2 separate regions of the Mus musculus genome follow, and region 1 is linked to region 2. The links are chromatin contacts, called in public promoter capture Hi-C maps. All regions are on one chromosome and are shown on one strand. The core of a region is the stretch at or near the end of the contact, and the rest is flanking DNA. Distances in the headings are between cores, read along the strand shown. Region 1 holds the start of Stk24 (serine/threonine kinase 24). Region 2 has its middle 49 kb from the start of Ipo5.

What was found. Promoter capture Hi-C pulls out the DNA fragments that hold promoters and counts their contacts.
Region 1: a promoter capture Hi-C map of hippocampal neurons shows a contact between it and region 2, with 2.4 times the contacts expected there. The contact joins the promoter of Stk24 here to the enhancer-like site in region 2. A contact is called at or near these places in 7 of 39 promoter capture datasets (the 3T3-L1 cell line, cranial neural crest, embryonic stem cells and 3 more), 3 of 115 datasets of contacts at active chromatin or transcription factors (all in embryonic stem cells) and 1 of 9 other capture datasets (embryonic stem cells).

What each region holds. Positions count from the first base shown.
Region 1 is chr14:121,376,783-121,383,714 of GRCm38.p6, reverse strand. It overlaps Stk24 (serine/threonine kinase 24), which reads left to right and starts at 4,485. Exons shown (of 11, transcript NM_145465.2): 1 at 4,485-4,817. The coding sequence starts at 4,776.
Region 2 is chr14:120,956,343-120,963,843 of GRCm38.p6, reverse strand. No RefSeq gene overlaps it. Among named protein-coding and RNA genes, the nearest start is that of Ipo5, 49 kb to the right of the region's middle. Within about 2 kb of position 2,648, at least 25 of the 459 cell types and tissues checked have an H3K27ac peak or open chromatin away from gene starts, as enhancers often do. A contact at or near this core is called in hippocampal neurons, where this site is marked.

The sequences.
Region 1 (6,932 bases), core at 3,236-5,735, 420 kb before region 2:
GGAGTACTCATCAGACAAACTTTCTGAGGTTCCAGGACTGGGGGGTAGCACCTTGCTTTCCCTATATGATAAAACTACAGAACTACACCCTAGGAAGGATGAAGCAATCCTTCCCCACAGATCCGTGAAGTGAGAGTGTGGAAGGAGGTCCATAGCCTCAAAGAGAGGATGCTGGCTTGTTCAACTAGCTAAGATGGGAGGAACCCTGGAAGAGGGCTGGTAAGAGGAGAGAGCCTGTGTCAAGTTTTACCCTTCTCTTGCAATTCAGAATGTAAGTCCTAACCCTCGACACCCAGAAAACCACCCAGAACTGTGGCTGGATTTGTAGATGGGGGTCTTTAAGGAAGGAAGGTAAGATGAGGGTGTTAGGATAAACTTAATCTGCTCTGATTGGTGTCCTTCTGGAAAGGGAGATAGGGATAAGCATATTCAGCCGGAAGGTGGGGGGTGATTGTCAGCTGCAAGCCATAGAAGCCGATACCTCGACCTGTGGCTCCCAGCTTCCGGCACCACCTCTGTAGTGTGCTGATGTTCTGTGGTGGCGGTCCTGACAGACTGATGTGGGGTGTGAATAAAGGTGACCCTAGTGATGTCCTGTAAGAGCCTCCTTGGCCACTGTGTGATGCTTTACTCACACCATTCTTCTATGTAACTGGTGTAGCATCCTTGTCTGTCACCCGACAAAGACAGGTGCTTCTTTGTACAGATGCTGATAATTTGGGGCCAGCTACTAGACATGTAGACTTTATCAAGTTGCTGTTTGTTAGTTACCAATCTATTCATATTTTTCTCCTTAGAGTTTGCCGTGAAAGTCCCTGTCTTTAATCTGTGCATTTAAATTGCTAATACCCTGGTGTCTAGTGGTGTTTAGGGATGTTTGTCTTTCTGACTCAGGAAGACAAGGGCGGGACTGAGTACTGAACTCCTGATTTCTGCTGTACTCCTCAAGCTTGGCAGAGTTCAGAATTGGCTTAGGGGTGACTGATAAACGGGGGCTCCTTGTGCGGAAGAGGCTCTGTATAGGAATATAGTCATGTCCTGTGTGGCCCAGAATATATGTCAAGAGCACAATTCGTTGCTCAACTCATGTCTTTAAGTGACACAAAAGGCAAAGAAGGGGATGAAAATAATTTGATGTATTAGTGTATCCATGGAGACCGGAAATAAGTATAATCTTTATGGATCCCCCTCACAGTCTCTCCTTTTGGAATTATGAGTTTACAATCTGTCATAATCATGTATTGGAGGTGCAGAAAATGGTAACAGGAGGCAGAGAAATCCTTTTCCCCGCTCAGCTGCAAAGGCAGCTATTATAACCCCAAGTTTTGTATTGTACACTTCCAAAATTAGAATCTAGTGACACTGGTCTGTAGGATGGCATTAGGGAAGCACCCAGGGTCCAGTGTTTGCATGCCCAAGCCTGTACTGTAGGCTTGACATGTAGTTGTTATTTAAAACAGGTATGAGTGAATGTGTGAATGAACGAATGAATGAATGAATATAATTAGCCATTGGGCAGGATCTGATTCTGCACTTTTGTCCTGTCAATCATCTTTGCTCTGGGAAAACAAGGAAAGGAGGGATCAACTGGCCTAGGAATGTTGGGTAATACCAATAAAGGATGCAGCCGAACCAGTAACTCCTGTGTGACTTCCTCTCTTTCCACAGGCACAGTACTCAACACGGTCTAAGAAGTAAAGTTCACCCAGTGAGGGAACAAGAAGGGTAAGAGGAAGGAGAGAGCTTCAGTCAGCGAGGGAACAAGAAGGGTACGAGGAAGGAGAGAGCCAGCTCCCAAAAGCCAGTCGCGGTGTCCGGATAACTCAGTTCCTGTTGGAAGTGACAAGTTCTGATCCTCATCTGTGTTGGGGTACAAAAGGAGATGTTGTGTTAGGGTATAAAAGGAGATACTGATTAGCTTTGTAAATTATGTCATGTTGCACTTCAGTCTCTGTGGCCTCGATACTGAAAATTAGCTCAACAAAGCCAGTTACAAGTTTTCTGTAGTTTATTGGTCAAAGAACAGTTCTCCAACACTTCTGATTGTCCCCTTTCTCTTCGTCCTCAGTCATGCTATTGGTTTGACTGTGCTGATCCTAAGCACACATTTTAGCATGGTGTCTTCATAGGTGGAGGTTAGCAGAGACTGAAGAAACCATTTTTAAGTCCAGGAATAATAATCACTGCTAAATCCTGGTGTATAGCTGGACTTTTTTTTCTGTGCATAGATGTATAATTCCAGTAGCTTGTGATCAGTCTACCCTTTTTATTTTTTATTTACCTATTTATTATTTTTGGTCTCACCTAGCCCAGATTGGTCTGTATCTCAGTATGTAGGAGAAACTGGCCTTGAACTCCTGATTTTCCTGTTTCTACCTCCTAGTGTTAGGACTTCAGATTACATATTATTGTTTTGTATCCTATATTTTCCTGACACTATGTAATAAAACTATCTTTCTACATTACTGCATTAGTTACATCTCCCTAGCTGCTGTGACAAAGCACCAGGACAAAGGCAGCTTTTATAACAAAGTATCTATTTGGGTGAATTGCTCCAGAGGGTCTAGAGTCAGTGGTGGCAGGGGAGCTTGGCAGGCATGACAGCAGCATAGGAAGTTGATTGCTCAGGTCTTGAACCATAAGCACCAAGCATAGAGAAGAGCACTGGGCAAGGCTTTGAAACATCAAAGCTCACCATCACTCCCACCAGGAATTCTTCCTCCAGCAAGGCTGGGTTGCTTATACCTCCCCAAATAGCACTCACCCACTGGGGAGCAAGTGTTCAGATACATGAGCCTCTGAGGGACATTATCACAATTACTAAACATGACCTACTAAAATATCTTTTCTTCTTTTTTTTTTTTGGGGGGGGGGTCATGTTCTTTAGAAAGTGTCTCCCTGTATAACCCTGGTTGTCCTGGAACTATATAGACCAGGCTGGCCTTGAACTCACAGAGATCTGCCCGCTTCTGCCTCCCAAATGCTGGGGTTAAAGGCTTGTGCCACCACACCTGGTGAAGTAGTAGTAGTAAGAAAGTACTCTTTATGTAATCAGACATTTCCAAGGCTGAAAGTCGCTGCCTCTTGGTAGAGACTCCTGTATTTCTGGTCATTCTTTCATGTTATTCTAGGTAGAATTTGAGGTTGAATAATATATGCCTTTTCAAGATTCATGGTCTTGATCATTTTCCCTTGTATTCATTAAGTACTCCATTTTTTTTTCTTTTCTTTTTAGGTTTCTTCTGCTTAGGGAACACATAAACTCTTGGTTATATGGGTTCATACTTTTAATGTTTTCAGTTTACTCTTTAGAAGTGGCAACGCATCTCAGTCAGGTGACCAGGAGTAATCATGCAAGCCTTCTAATACATCTTAGCATCCTGGAGGTCTCCTAGGCTAGGTTTCCAAAGGGTATTCGGCTTACTTTAACTTCTGATGCAGGACCCAGAGGGAGCCTGTGTTCTTGGAATACAAGGACACCTCAGAGAATAATCTCTTCTCTACCTTAGTCGAGGATTTATGCGTCCTCTATTTCTGAACTCTTGGGGACTCATTTTGTATGGTTAACCTTGCACAGCTGTGGGGCAAAGCGGGCACTCCTGAATGAGGCCTCAGGGTCCCTATGGCGAGAGACACAGCGATTCTGACTCTTAGACCACTTCCTATTTGCCACTTGTAAATAAAGTACTTCCTGGAACCGCATGGATTCACTCCATCCTTCCTTGTTTGCTGCAGAAGCGGCAGCTTAGGAGGAGGGCAGAGCTGGTGCCCAGAGAGGGCCTACGGCCTTAGGAGCAGTGAAGCGAGGGGAGGGCTGGGTAAGAGTCGGGACGCGGTTTCCTTCTATTGTCTTCCCTTCCTCCAGCACCCCTCCGCACCCCACTTTTCCCTTCTTGTGCGCAGCGCAGAGATGGCGGGGCCCAGCCCTTCCTCTGTCCAGCTAAGTTTCCACAGCCGGCGGCCCAGGCGAGGCTGAGTTCAGTACCCAAGGCAGTGCACACAAACCGCCCTCTCTACCCTTGGGGTTTCTTCCTTGATCTGGCTGGAAACTTCGTACAGTGAGGACGCTCCGGCCGGGGCTTTTGGAATAGGCCCCAGGCTAGGCCCCTCTGGGGACACCCCGAGTGCAGACTCTGGCCTCTGGAGGGCCAGGGCGGGTGGAGAGGGAAGGGTAGGAGTGGGCGGTGCTCTTCGCTCCCCCAAACTCAGCTCTCTTCCGCGCGCGAGGCCCACCCCGCGGTTCCGAAGGACCCCGGCGCACAGCACCCGAGAGCGCCCGCCTGCCCGCCGGGCCCCGGGGACCCCGCCTGCGCGCCCGCAGGGAGGCGCGACTGCGGCCTAGGGCGCCCGGCGGCTCCTCCCCTCCCCCTCCCCCTCCCGGAAGCGCGGGGCGGGGTCCCCGGCCGGGCCGCGGGGGCGGGCGCGGGGGCCGGGCCGGGGCGGGGCGCGGCGGACTGTGCGCGCCCACTCGGCTCCAGGCGGCCAGCGCTCGCGGGCCCAGGCCGCCCGGCTCGACCTGAGCACCGCGGCGGCGCAGCGACGGGATCCCTGGAGAAGCAGCCGCAGTCTCGAGACGTCCCCCGCGCCCCCCACTGCCCGCCCCAGGCTCAGTGTATGGGGCCGCGGCCCGCCAACCTTCGTTGAGACCGTCCCCGGGGTGCGGTGGCCTCGGGCTCCAGAGCCCGCCCCGCCACCCGAGGGCTGCGCGCGGCCCCGGGCCTGCTCGCCGCGCGGCTCCGCGCGTCCCGGGCCAGGAAGTGGCGGCGCCGAGCGCCATGGCCCACTCCCCGGTGCAGTCGGGCCTGCCGGGCATGCAGGTAGGTTGGGGTGGCCCGGTCGGGCTGCGGCCAGGGCGGAAGCGGGCAACTTGGCGGTGTCAACACGCCCCCCCTCCCCCCAACCAGCCGGGCCCGCTTCTCCGGGATCTTCGCCGACTCGGGCGGCGGGGATCTCGGGTGTATGCACGTGGAGGGGCTTTGGGGTCTGCGGCCTGGGGCCGAGGTGGGGTGCAGGAGCTTTGCGCTCCCCAAGTCCGACGCGCAGGCCGAGCGCCCATCCCGGGCAGGAGTCTGAACTAGTGTCCTTGGAGGCCCCGCTTTGGTGCCTGGGCCCTATGTGGGCCTGGGACAGGGATAGCGGCACTCTGGGGTCCGTCCTCAGTTAGCAAAAGTCCCTCCCCAGACCCCTCAAGCGGGAGACCCGAGCGCAGGGCGGGAGCGCGCCCCGGCTGGTCACAGTCCGGGCGGGCCGCAGGGCGGGGTGCAGGAAGATGTAACCTCGCATCGGAGCCTGTAGTTCTGGTGCGGAAAGTGCGAGGTTGCAAACTCGGGAGGCGGAACCCACACCTCCGCGAGCGCCCTGGTGTGCAGAGCCCAGGTTCATCCCTCGGGTGCCAGGACTCCGCTGCTGGACTTTCACTTTGAGACCGGTTGGCATCCAGAGGAACTGTGTGCTAGCGGGCTTCTTGGTGCACACTTTGTATCTTCTTAGCCTGCCAGTGACTTTTTCTTCGGAGGGGAAGGGGGCGGTGAGGGGACGGAGTTGAATTTCAAGTTTATATGGATGCACGAACTTTTTTTTTGCTATTGAGGATGGTTTTCTGCACTTTGAAAAACAATCACTTGTCTGTTCAAACTTGTAAAGTTTGTGAGCGTATATAATAAATACAGACATAATGATTGCGATTAAGATAGCAAGACCAGTCAAAGTTTTGCTTTCCCAAGGAAGTGAACGGAAGAGTTTTGCTTAAAAAAAAACAAACAAAAATCAACAACAACAAAAAAAAAACAAAACACCTCAGAATATCCAAGGTTATCAGTTTATAGATGCAGCAGGCGCCTTCTCTCTGGCTTCAGGGTTGAGCCGCATGGACCTTGCTTGCCTCTTACTGCTTCTGCCACTTCTGAAAATAGTTCCTATCCCTCTTTTCTTCTTCTTTTTTCTTTCCATACCACGTAAGGAAAATGGTTTTCTTGGCCCCGGTTTTGAACTCTGGAAAAATAGGAATTCAAAGTTACCACTTCAGTGGCCACTAGAACTTGAGTCATTTTTAAGGGATAATAAAGTTGGAATTGAGAAGTGTCACTGGAAAAGTGCTCTCAAAGTATTCCTGAGTCTCACCTTGCCTGCGTTCTAAAACTTGATGGTGCTGGCCGCTAGTTGAAAGTCACCCCAGGCCTCCTGCAACTCTTGCCTTGGTTTGACTTCAGAGACAAGACATCAGGGTCAACTGGGTGACAGTTTCTTACCTGTGGCCAGAAGGACCTCGTGGCACATTTCTTCACGTTTTCTTCATTCTGGCTGCTATAGTGATTTACCTGGCTCCACCCTGAAGCCTCTTCACTAGCCCCAACCTTTGTAAAAGAAAGTGTTTGAAAAGATACTTAATGTGGCAGTGTGTGGGGTCAGTACCAAGTGGTTCCCAGCTGGATTCTGCTTCTGTTTGTTTTAAAGAATGGGCCAAAAAATCTTCATTTTGGGAAAAAGAAAAATTCAATAACTTTACCCAAAAAGTGTATTTCATACGTGTTCTTGAAAGGAAGATGTTTTAATTTTGCTTTTTGGTGTGAAGACGATAACCTTTTTTTACTAGTATTAATTTTTTTTGTCTGTTCTGGTTCCTCAGAGGAGGAAAAGTGGCTTCCCACAGTCGTACCCGCCCCTGTGTATGTCTTCAAACCATATGATACATTTTTGGTGTATTATTGGAGACTGTTCCTTCCTTCCCTTCCCTCCAGAAAAGAAAAACCAGCGCGTTTATTTTCAACTTGGAGTCAGGAGCTGCAGCTCCCTGGGAGCTGTTTTGAGGATTACATGAAAGGCAGATCTGGCCTTGACTCTTTCTAGGGTAAAACTGGAGAGGAAGAGAGAGGCATTCCCTATTGCTGCTGTGCTTATGAACTCCCTGTCCGTCCTGGCTCGGGTTTAGGAGG
Region 2 (7,501 bases), core at 1,399-3,898:
CCTGGCTGTCCTGGAACTCACTCTGTAGACCAGGCTGGCCTCGAACTCAGAAATCCGCCTGTCTCTGCTTCCCAAGTGCTGGGATTTAAGGCCTGGCCCCCTATCTTTTTTACTCTTGAACACATATTCATTTGAATTTGCCTCTGTCTTTTCTTTCAGTGTGTCTTTGTATTTGGAGGGCAGGCACCTTTTGAGACTCTTCTTTATCCAAGGAGAATGTATAACATTCTTGTAGTGCTGGAGCTCAACATCCTGTAGGATTTTATCTGGTCCAGATGTTCTTTGTTGTGACTGTGATGTCACCTGACTGACCTTTTGTAGTGTTGCTGGTTGTTTGTGTACTACTGTGCTGCCTGCTGTAGAACTCACCTGGCCTTAGACAGACAGACAGACAGACTCACACATACACACACACACACACACTCACACACACACAGACATATACACAGAGAGACATACACACACACACTCACACACACACACACAGACATATACACACACAGAGACATATACACAGACACACAGACACAGACACACACACAGATATATACACACAGGCACACACAAACATAAACATACACTCATACAGACATATACATATAGACACACACACAGACACACATACATACATAGACATATACTCACAGACATACAAGCATATACATACACAGAGAGAAACACACATTCACACACAGATACAGACACATACATACATATATATTAACATACACATTCATATACTTACATACACACATATACTCAGAGAGAACCAAACATTCATACACACTTTACACATACACACAGATACACACACACATACACACAGAAACACACACATTCACAACATATATATCCACACACAGAGAGATGTACACACACGCATACATATATACATACACACAGGCGTGCACTACCACGCCCAGCTTCCCACGGAACATCTTAATGATCCTGGAGGACTGAGAAGGACCGAGGATGAAGCCAGTGCCACCCACCCCTGCCCCAGCACACACCGCCATCTTGTTTCTTTTCCAATCCAAGACAACTCCACCCACTCTAAAGCCTGCAGTCTGTTATTTCTGGTCTTATCTCCCACCCTAGGCACATTTCTCCAAAAGCAATTCATTGAGTTTATTCCCCTCCATCTCGATGTATTTGCATAACTAAATTTCAGATGATCCAAAAGGGCTTTTTTTTTTCTCTCTCTCTCTGGGTGAGATTAAGAAAAAATACTTGCCGGGCGTGGTGGCGCACCCGTTTATCCCAGCACTCGGGAGGCAGAGGCAGGCAGATTTCTGAGTTCGAGGCCAGCCTGGTCTACAGAGTGAGTTCCAGGACAGCCAGGGCTACACAGAGAAACCCTGTCTCGAAAAACCAAAAAGGAAGAAAAAAAAAAAAAAAAAAAAAAAGACTTGTCCTGGGAGACTAAGGTCTTGCTTCTCAGAATGGTTGTGGAGCAGCAGGGCCCGGGTCCCACCTGGAGAACCGCTCCGGAGCCTGCGCTTGAACAGTTGCTGCGCAACGAGCTGAAGACCAGGTGGTTTAAGGAGCTCCTCTGGGGCCAAGGCGCCTCTTCTCCGGGACTTCTCCAGCATGCGCCAAAGCGCCTGGATTATGCAGCTTTGGGTGGAACTGTACCAACTGAGCTACACTCCTAGCCCTTCCGTTTTTTTATGTGTGAATTTTAAAAATCAGTTTGAAGTTCCCTTGGAGGGACGGTTGCCTCATTGTGTTCTACCGCACTGCGCTAAATCTTTCATAGGATTCCTTTGCAATCGGTTTCATTTTTCTTTTGAATTTCATTGTATCTCATGGTCTCCGCTAAGACAAAAGATAATAATTTGTACTATCGAACTTCCCCATTAGTCATCCTGGGAGATTTATCTTTCCTTTGAGTCTTTCAAAATGCAAATTAAATTGTCCATTTTTAATGATCCCTGATAGGAATGCTTTTTAATGGTAACCCCTTCCTAGTCTTATGGATTTTTAAATGATGCTTTTTGTTTTTTTAACTTTTAGAGCCAAGCATCTTGACAGGGTGATAACCTGGGCTGGTAACACTTGCTCGAAATTACTGTGCAAACATCTTCCCTGGTTTTGGGTTGTAGAATGGAGGCTTGCTGTTCACCACATCTCTGACAGCTTTCATAAACTTAAGAAGCCAGTGGACAAGCCGAGGCTGCTGAGAGGCTCCTGTTAGGCTCAGCTCTGGCACTGGGTCTCAAGGACTTCTCCCTCCTGGTCCAGGATTCCAGAGACAGCCCAAAGCTCAGAGTTCATCGTCAAAGCCCGCTCTACTGTTAGGAGCAGCCACAGTGAGATGAAGAACGTGGTGCGGGCATCCTGGCTGATAAACCTCAGAGGAACAAGCTTGCAGGTTTCGGGCAACCTCAGACAGTGTTAGCTGGAAGGGATTTGAATGAGCAAATGAGCAAAATGGCTTCCTTGTTTCCCTAACTGTGTGCCGGCCCCCATGAACCTAGCTGTCCACCATTAACATCCTACCTTGGAGGAAACTGAGGAAAACTGATTTCATTGTAATACAGAAGGGAAAAAAAAAGTCTGTTTTATTTGCTTCCAGAAACTGTCTTGGTTACCAGAGCCCGTGGGAGGACAAAGCCTGGCTGCGCAGCTCATTATTTTCAGCCCCAGTTGTCTCCTTGGCTGGAGAGAGCTGCAGTAATGAGCTGAGGCCCTGGGCTCATTCTCGGATGGAGTCCTTAATGCATTACAAAAGTCACCTGACTACAGGGTCCTAAGGATGCACGAGTGTCCCTGGCCCAGGGAGGACCTGATGGAACACTGTGGGATATTGCCACTCACAACTGGAAAAAAACAAAACAAAACAAAACAAAACAATTTAAATGTACAGGACTTACTGATTTGGGGTTGCCAAGGCCCTCCTTTAGATGATGGTCACAATCAGAGGAAATGTGCCCACCCACCCAGTTTTGAGGCAGGACAGAAAGTCGGGGAAAATTAAATGGCTATAGAAGAAAAGGGAGCCCCTCCCCCAGAGTCTATTTGAAGTTCCTCCAGCAGTCAAGAGTTCTAGCTGGGGGCCGGGAGGTGGCTCAGTGGGAAGGCGCTGGTGTGAAGAACGAGGAGCAGAGTGTGCATTCCTCAGCACTCCTGTGAGAAGCTGGGTGTGCCCAAATGTACCTGTCATCCAGCCCTGGGAGACAGACAGACGGGAGAGCCCAGGTTCCGGCAGAGGTCTGTCTCAAAAGTAAGGTGGGGAGTGAGCAAGGAAGATATTCCACTATGATCTGTGGTCTCCACGGGCAGCACGTGCATAGACTTGCACACACACACACACACACACACACACACACACACACACACACACAGACATACACACACACACACACACACACAGACACACACACACACACGAATTCTAGTACAAGAAGCAACACTTGCTGGGAAGAAGGCCTACACAGAGACCATATTCCTGTCATACAGAGGTATTTAAAGCAAGAAAAGCTAAAACAGTAATGCAGCAAGCTTAAGGCCTAAGCATAAATAGCTTATTCCTTTCCCAGATGCAAGCCATTGATTTTCTGGGAAGCTCAAGAAGAAGACTGTAAACTTTGATTTACAGTCAGAATGTGACTTCCTCTGCAGCCCTGACCAGGACCCGAGGTTTTGCCAGGTCAACTGCAATCCAGTGCACAGCAGGGGTCTCCAAGGATCTCCTCTGAGTTGCAACTTCAGGAGTCACCCAGACAATATAGGTGCTGCTGTAAAGACAGCACGTGAGACTCTCTCTGGGGAAGCAGCAGCGGTGCACAGGATACCTGTCCCCCGTCCCCGAGTGCACCCTTCCATAGTCTAGTAAACTCCATATCTGCTTCTGCCTCCACTTCTCTTCCCGTTGCTGTGACGAAACTCTCTGACAAAAGCCACTTAAGGGAGAAAGGGTTTATTTTAGCTCACAGTGCAGGGGTGCAGTCTGCCATGGTGGGGAAGTCAAGGGAGCACGGTGCAGGGGTGCAGTCTGCCATGGTGGGGAAGTCAAGGGAGCACGGTGCAGGGGTGCAGTCTGCCATGGTGGGGAAGTCAAGGGAGCACGGTGCAGGGGTGCAGTCTGCCATGGCGGGGAAGTCAAGGGAGCACGGTGCAGGGGTGCAGTCTGCCATGGTGGGGAAGTCAAGGGAGCACGGTGCAGGGGTGCAGTCTGCCATGGTGGGGAAGTCAAGGCAACATGGACCAGGGGTGCAGTCCGCCATGGCGGGGAAGTCAAGGCAGGAGGAAACTGAAGCAGCTGGTCGCCCATAGTCAGAAGAAAGCAATGGTGTGTGCTGCTGCTGCTCAGCCCCTGCTCTCGCTGTACACAGTTCCAGGTCCTCCATCGAGGTAATGGTCCACCCACGATTAACACCCATCTTCTCACATAAGATAATCCCAGAGGCCTGTCTCCCAGGACATTCTAGACTTTGTCGAGCTGACAGTGAACACCAGATGTTGCAGCTTCACGTAGATTTGTCCCGAAGTTCTGTTTTGTGGTAAAGCCAGGAACCCCAGACTCACCTGTGTAGAGATGTTTGAAAGAACACTCTGTGCGCTGCCAGCAGCAGTGAGTCGCCGTCTCGGCTTCTTACACCACAGACTGCACTGGGGGCTGAAGCCATGGCCTCCCACATGCTACGGAGCCACTCTGTCACTGAGCCATACCCCCAGTCCTCTACTTACTCTTATTTTACCTGTTTTGAGACAGGGTCATATTCTGTAGACCAGGCTAGCCTTGAACCCACTATGTACTCCAGGTTGAACTCAAACTCAGTCTTCCAGCTTTATTCTCCCAAGGGCTGGAATTATAGGTATCAGCCACCATGCCTAGCTCCATCCTCCTCCTCCTCACCACCACCATCATTATCACCATCACCACCATCACCACCACCATCATCATCTAAGTATTATCACCATCACCACCACCATCACCACCACCATCATCACCATCATCTAAACATTATCACCACCCCTGAAGGCAAACTATGTCCCATGGTGAGAGGCTTCTTTGCTCTCTCATGTCCCTTTCATGTCATCTCCCTTTTTATACTGCCTTGAGCAGAGTTATACGCCATGGTCCTTCACCAAGTGTCTCTCTGGCCATGGGGTTGGGAGCATGTGGAATAGGATTCTGCGTGCTGTACTCAGCTGTGCTTCCTAGTTAACTTCCTACTCTGCTCAAACTGTAGCTTGGGGGTTAGTTCATCCAGTGTCTTACTTAAGTTGAGCAGACACCATGAATAAAACAACTCTTATAAGGACAACATTTAACTGGGGTTGGCTTACAGGTTCAGAGGTTCAGTCCATTATCTTCATGGCAGGAACATGGCAGCATCCAGGCAGGCATGCTGCAGGAGGAGCTGAGAGTTCTACATCTTGTTCTGAAGGCTGCCAGGAGAAGACTGGCTTCCAGGCAGCTAGGATGAGGGTCTCAAAGCCCACACCCACAGTGACACACCTACTCCAACAAGGCCACACCTCCCAATAGTGCCACTCCCTTCCTGGGCCAAGCATATACAAACCACACATCTAGCTTCAGCAGGCTGGCCAAACTGATTGGGCCAACAAAGATGGCTGCAGAGTGATATCAGACAACTTCTAGCTCCCCACCTGTATGTGGATACATAACCTCCCCTAACCAAAGAGCTGAGAGTTGCCACCAAAGTGATTGGAAAGAACCATAAAAGGAGGGGCTGGCGAGATGGCTCAGTGAGTAAGAGCACTGAATGCTCTTCCGAAGGTCCTGAGTTCACATCCCAGCAACCAGACAGTGGCTCACAACCACCTGTAATGAGATCTGATGCCCTCTTCTGGTATGTCTGAAGTCAGCTACAGTGTACTTATGTATAATAATAAATAAATCTTTAGGCCAGAGCAAGCAGGGACTGAAGTGACCCGAGTGAGTGGGGCTGACCGGAGCCGCAGATGTCCTAAAAATTCAATCCTCAACAACCGTATGAAGGCTCACAACCATCTGTATAGCTATAGTGGACTCACATATATAAAATAAATAAATAAATCTTACCCCTCTCCTTCACTTTATTTATTAAAGTCCTATAACCTCTGGCTAAAGATTGTAAAGCTGATTTTTGAGTTCATCGCCCATGTCCCATATTCTGTGTATGTGCATCTTTGGATGTGTGCACTTCTGAGAGTGGAGGGAGGCTACAAGGCCATACTGGGCCCCCTCTACAGCCTCTCTCCACTTTATTACCGAGGCAGGGTCTCTCTCTGAACCCGGAGGTTATGGACTGGGTACCAGCCAGCTTTCTGGAGCATCCTCTGCCTCTGCCTCCTGAGCTTTGGCAGTATGCCCAGCTTCTTAGGTGGGTTGTGGGAACCCGAGTTCCAGTTCTGTGTGCACGGCAGGTGCTGTATCCCCTGGGCCAGCTCCCTAGACCTTCGCTTCTTGTATTCTTAGCCCAGAAGAAAGGCTTCCTCAACTGTCCAGTCAGAGCTGGGTCTTATCACTGGTTTCATAGTTCCCAGGGTGTAGGGGGAGGGTGTGGGAGAAACCAGTCTGGGAGCAAGAAGTGCTACAATTACAAAAATCTGTATCTTCTAGCCAGCAACCTGTTTGCACAGATCCCTAATCTACCCCTAATCTTTCCTAGGTAGTGGAATCAGAAACATTCATGCTGTAGATGGGACATTTCCATGTTTACGCATGGGATTGCCCTCTGGGACACAAAGAAAATCACTATGTATTCAGAACACACAAAAATACACGTGCGTGTACACACACACACACACACAGTCTGACTACCTAGGAAGCAGTAAGGTGACTGTTCTTATGTGCTTTTTGTAGGAGAAATAAATGCATTCAAATTGTACACATGACATGTCGCGCCCGCTCTCGACCAGCAAGAACGACGCGACCACCAGTCCTTCTAACAGCAGTTTATTCAGTCCTGATTCTTCTTGTTTATATCTCCCCCGAACCCTGGGCCTCTCACTCCTTTTATACTCTCTCTCATCCACGCACCGCAGGCCACGCCCCCTCATCAGTCACGAGGCTTCAGCTAATCAGGGCAGCAGGGGCAAATCTCCACCAAATTGGATTCATCTGTATCCTGGTACACCTGCGCAGCACTCAAGATGTTTGTGTCTTATATGAGGAAGTCAGGTGCAAGTCATATGACTTAGCTGCAGTCCCTGGCGCCTTTGGGACTGCCGCCACACCCGCTCCCCACAATGACAAGATAGGCTCTAAGTCCAGCAGTATGTCAAAACCACGTATTTTTTAAAGGCTATTTAAAAAAAAAAAAAAAAAAAACAGGCATATGTTAGATTTCTAACAATATAGAACCCTTTCACCAGATGGTACACGATTCCGTTTCAGAATTGTGTTCCGAGCTGGGTGTGCTGGCTCACACCTGTGCTTGGGATGATGAAGGGGGATTGGCTGGGGTTTGAAGCTTGCCTCGGCTAGAGTGAGACCCTGTCTCAAAACAAAGCACCTAGAGGTAGCCTAACTTACATTGTAAAGCCA